Linked DNA regions of Macaca mulatta: region 1 is linked to region 2. The links are chromatin contacts, called in public Hi-C maps. All regions are on one chromosome and are shown on one strand. Each heading gives the region's core, a stretch centred on a gene start, on an enhancer-like site or on the middle of the called end of the contact. The rest is flanking DNA. Distances are from core to core; before and after follow the strand shown.

Evidence for each region. A called contact is a pair of places that touch in the nucleus more often than the background predicts.
Region 1: a contact with region 2 is called in a Hi-C map of fetal cortex germinal zone, with 2.7 times the contacts expected there. The contact joins the promoter of LOC701129 here to the promoter of ZNF248 in region 2. A contact is called at or near these places in 5 of 14 Hi-C or Micro-C datasets (CD4 T cells, blood, fetal cortex germinal zone and 2 more).

The regions. Positions count from the first base shown.
Region 1 is chr9:53,348,668-53,351,367 of T2T-MMU8v2.0, reverse strand. LOC701129 reads left to right here and starts at 1,364. Exons shown (of 7, transcript XM_077946268.1): 1 at 1,364-1,938.
Region 2 is chr9:53,235,337-53,238,036 of T2T-MMU8v2.0, reverse strand. It overlaps ZNF248 (zinc finger protein 248), which reads left to right and starts at 1,350. Exons shown (of 4, transcript XM_077946261.1): 1 at 1,350-1,429.

The DNA of each region.
Region 1 (2,700 bases), core at 115-2,614, 110 kb before region 2:
AACACTGACGGCTACCCTAATTATCAGGTGAATTTCAGATGAATTATGCATAGCAAATGGTGTCATACAGTCGTCTTGAGGACAAGTTATCTTTTACCTTGAGAAAATGGAATGCGTTGTACCAGACCTGCTAATATAAAAAATGATAGTTCTTCTTGTCTTCATAAAATCATTAGTGGGTTGCCTGTGACGCACATTGCAGTCTGGTTTAATGTTTATTCAATAATGTAACTGTTTTGTTCTTTTCTCCATCTGTGGAGATAATTTTCTGGGTTGGCAAGAGGCTTTATTTTAAATTATTTCCTCAATACCTCCCAACCAGAAAAGTGGGGTGTGTGTGTGTGTGTGTGTGTGTGTGTGTATTATGTGTGCATATTTTGTATATGTATATACATTTGTGTTTATACACATGACAATATATGGTTTTTTTCCCTAGATGATTCTACTTGTTTTAATGTAATAAAGTTATTGACCAGGAAATACATAATTTGTTTTACATATACAGCCAAGTCCTCTCTCTGTATCCGTGGGTGATTAGTTCCAGGACCTCCCTGGATTACTCAAATCCAGGGATGTTCAAGTCTCTGGTAGAAAATAACCTGGTATTTGCATAACTTACACACCTCCTCCAGGATACTTTAAATTATGTGTAGATTAATTGTAAACCTAACACAGTGCAAATACTATGTAAAGTTGTATTGTATTGTTTAGGGTATAATGACAAGGGGAAAAGTTTGTACATCCTCAGTAAGATTGAATTTTTAAGTATTTTCATTCCGAGCTTAGTTGAATCCATAGATAAGGACCCCCGGGATAAGGAGGGATGGTTATATATATTCCTTAGTGAAATGATAGTCATGATACTCTATACCATTAGGTTAAAATTTGTGTAAATTCATGAGAAGGATGTACACCTAACACTAAGCAATTTTGCTTTTGGGAAGTGGTACACTCGTTTTATTTTAGCTTATACATATTTTGTAGTTTATTACGTTTTGCGTATCGTTTGCACAATTGTGAAAGCTAGCATTCCTAAGAAGAAGCGGTTACACGGCATTACCCTTCATTACTCCATGTACTTTTGTACCCACGGAGTTCAACCACTTTAACAAAACTGCCCATCAGTGTTCCTTGGGGCACCTCACGGTAGCCTTCTGTCTTCAAGCGCGGACGTGCGAAGGTTCAGCTCTCCGCCATCACCGAGCGAAGCCAGCGCCAGCCCCAGGAAACCCGACCGCAAACACTCAGGACCCTGGAGGAGGCCGCGCCTCACGACGTCATCCAAGATGGAGTCGCAGCCGGGCCTTCTGGGAAGCGTAGTTCTGGAGCAGGGCTCGGGAAACGTTCTGCGCATGTGCAGTGCCGTCTCCTTTCTGGCGTCGGCGTTTTTGTCTTACGCCCTAGGGTGGGGAGAGGACTCCGCTGCCTCCGGGTCTCGGCTGGGCCGCAAAGGGCGGGGCCTGGGCCCGGCGCTGGCCAGGAGCAGAGGCCGAGACCCTGCAGGTGTGTCGAAGGCTTTTGCGGGCGGGCAGGGCCCGGGAGGCGGGGTCTCGAGCCTGGAAGCCGCCTCCTGGCCCCGGAGCGGCCTCCGCGGAGGGTCCCGGGTGGGAGCGGCCTGGCGGGGAGGTTGGCCATCTGCGCTGGCGCTCCTGCCCGGAATGGCGTTTGCGCGACCTGCTTGAGGGGTGGCCAGAGAAGGCCTGCGGTGGCCGGGCAGCGGGCGCCTGGAGTAGCCACATTGTGTGACGTGACCGGAGCTGCCACGTCAGGCGCGCTGGCCGCTGCAGACTCGGCGCTCGAAAGCCACAGGGACGTGGGCTCCGGTACAGCCTCTGTAGGTGGTCCCGCTGCGGCTGGACGCCCATTTGGCAAATGATGGGGGCCTTTGGGTACTGAATAGGGTAGTAGATGTAAAGTATGATACAGGACTCAATAAAGGTGAGCTGCTTCTATTATTACAAGACATGTTGTTTTCATTATTGGCTCATTTAATCATCGTAACCATCCTTTCGACTGAACCACCTCCGTTTAAATAAATGTGACTACTAAAGATTCAGAGAGAGAAATTATTTTACCCACAGTATTAGCAGGTGGGTTGTAAATCCTCACTTTTTCCTCTGAATTCATGCGCCTTCCCACACTAAAATCCAGTCTTGGCTTGTATTTAGCACAACATTTGTCCCTTGAGCACCACCAGAACGTAGCTGTGGAGTGTACTTGAACCCAGTCTTAACCACGTAGTGTTGTGTTTCCAAAAATGCTTGGGGGAATCTTCAGAGCCCTTGAGTCAAAAGGTTAATTATTTAAGGCCTTCCTGCATCCTCCAACCTTAGTGTCTTCTCAGAGGACTGTGAAACGTGTAAATTGAAACCACAATTTGAGGGCTCAATTTTGCATTTTACAGGAGAAGCGGGGAATCCCATCCAGCCCAGAGGCTAGTTTCTAAAGACAGGAAATGGGACAAAGAATTTTTTTAAAGATGAAGACTGCAGTTCATCAGTTCCCCCATTTTATGGTGGTGATATGATAATGCCTCTCATTGGCTGATAACTGAGCTTAGGCATTTTGTAAGCACCATGCTAGCTGGAAGTGGTTTTTGCTGCTTATTTTCGTTTTTTTTTTTTTTTTTTGGTACATAATATACATATTTATGGGGTACGTGTGATATTTTGATATATGCATACAATATGTCATGATAAA
Region 2 (2,700 bases), core at 101-2,600:
GCCGCTCCCGAGTTGGGCTAAAGGCAGGTCATCTGCTGTGCTCCTGATCCAGCGAGGCGCCCACTGCTGCTCCAGTCTGGCTAAAGGTTTGCCATTGTTTCTGCACAGCTAAGTCCCGGGTTTGTCCTAATGGAGCTGAACACTAGTCACTGGGTTTCAGTTCTCTTCCATGACCCACGGCTTCTAATAGAGCTATAACACTCACTGCATAGCCTAAGATTCCATTCCTTGGAATCTGTGAGGCAAAGAAACCCAGGTCAGAGAACACGAGGTTTGCCACCATCTTGGAAGTGGCCAAGCACCATCTTGGGCGCTCTGGGAGCAAGGACCCCCGGTAACAATATCCTTGATTGGATGCTGGAACAGAAAAAGGGCATTAGTGGAAGAACTGCTTAAGTCTGAATAAACTCTGCAGTTTATACCCGTGGTATTTTCTTAGTTTGATAAATATACCATGGTCATGTAAAATACTAACGCTAATAGAATCTGGGTGAAAGGCATATGGGAACTATCTTTGCAACTCTTCTGTAAATCTGAAATTATGAGCAAATGAAAAGTTTTAAAAAAATGGACAATGACCAAGGAGTTGATTTTTTAAATGAAAAGTTGTAACACACCCATATGCTCATAGTGTGCTGAAAATGCCAGATATGCACATGAAAGAATGTATGCGTAGTTTTGGGTAAAATAAGAGCGTGCTTTTTCTTCAAATACGTTACTCAAACAGCTTTTTTTTTTTTTTTTTTTTAAACATATAAACAATTTTATGTTTGGGTCTTGAATTGCTAGCTTCTATTTTTCCTTATTCCAGAGAATAACCATACTGGTCACAGACGTTATTCTCTTCTAGTCTTTCAGTTAAACATTAACATGCATGTTCGTGAATGAATTCAAGCACACCTTTCCTTCTCCTGGCTTGTGTCTAAAAGGCACATTGGTTTGATCCACAACCTCTGGGGGTACTGACAGAATCCTGGTTCCAAGCAAGAGTGGGTAACTGAGACAGTAATCTCTCAACCCACTAAACAAGGCTGTTTTGTAGGAAAGCCTCATTTATGATGACCAGCATGATACAAAATGGGGAATCTTGAAAAATATACTGAACAATGTATGTGTCAGACACCGGTTTAAGTGCTTTTACAACGTAAGCGCCTCCAATTCTCATAAAACTCCTACTAGCTAGGCACTATCATTAGCCTCATTTTACAATTGAGGGCTGCGGCCAGAGCAGACCAACAGCCTCCTGGGGCTTCGCTTCTAGGAGGTAGCGCCGCTTCCATGCCCCGCAGCCACCAGCCTAACTCGGGCGCTCGGCCGCTCCCTCTGCGCATGTGCATCCCCGCCTTCCCCTTCTGGCGTGTCCTTCCTCGGCCTCCAGTCCGTTGTGGGAAACCCCTCGCCTCCGGGTCCACGCGGCGAGAAGCGGCGGGTGAGCCCCGGAGTACTGGGCGAGGGCCAGGGGGTCCCCGCGCTGCCCCAAAGGCGGGCGGGCAGCGGCTATAGCTCGAAGGTGGGGAGGGATCCCTGGCGCCTGCGGCGTTGAAGGGACCGTGGGGCAAGGGCGTCTCTATCATAAAAGGATGAGGTCTGGCGTGGGAACGTGAGTTCCGGGGCTCGCGGGGGTCCTTATGCGTCAAGTCCCTGCGCCTGGCCTCCAGCTGAGTCTTGTAGCAGCGAATGGATAGTGCGCGTTAGCCCGAAGGGGAGGGAACTGGCTCCGGGGGGCGGGGGGAACAGCCCGCGTGCGTAGCGTGTGACGTTTGCCGTGCGCGTGCGCATGGCGTTTGATATCTGCGTGTGTGCTTTTTGTGCGCTGGGCCCGCGGGGAGGGGGCGGGGCTGCGGGGGAGAACGACTGCGCCGGGTGCGCGACAAATGAATTAGACACAATTACCCACGGGAGACTCGGTTTTCCTCTCTGTAAATTGCGGATATCTGGAATACTTGCCGCCTTGGGTTGTTTTGAGCACTTTCGTTGTTTAGGTGCTGTATTTACTGGGTGTGCGTTTCCTGGGAGAGTCCGCCTGCACCGGCCCCAGGGCCTCTGCGGGTGGAGTGCAGGAGCAAAGGGGCTGGCCTAGCTGCCCACCAGGGCCCCTTCTGGCTCTGACCGCCCTCGTATCCCAAGTAATTATTTACACGTTGCGCGTTCGTTTATGTATTATGTGTAATCATGGCACAGTATCCTGAAGCCGTCGGAGTCTGTGTGCCGGTGCAAGGTCTGGGACAAGTTTAAGAAGAGAGAGGTGAGCTGGAGTTGAGGGGTGGGCGCGCAGGCTAACAGGAGTGTCACCTCTGGAGAGTCTGAGGGTAGGGACGGGTGAAAGGCTCACGGCCACAGCGAAGGAAATGCTGTCATCACCCCTCCGCGAACACCCGGCACATCCAGATGAACTGCTGAGCTTCCTCCTCTCCTGGCCTGATACCCCGCCGGATGGTAGTGCAGGCAGGTCCTACTTGGGTTATCTGTTTTGATCTTATTTGAAAACGGGAAAACAAAACTGAGTTTGAGGAGGTGACTAGTTCAGATCTTGTCATTCGTTAGAGGCAGACTGAGATTAGAAGTCAAGTCTGCAGTTTCCCTAGCCACTGCTTCCTATTTTGTTGCTCTATGTCACAGTTTCTCATTAAAAGATCCTTTTGAGGAATTGTTAGCAAGTTAGAACATTTTTAAACTTGGTTAAACACCGCATCCCTTTTT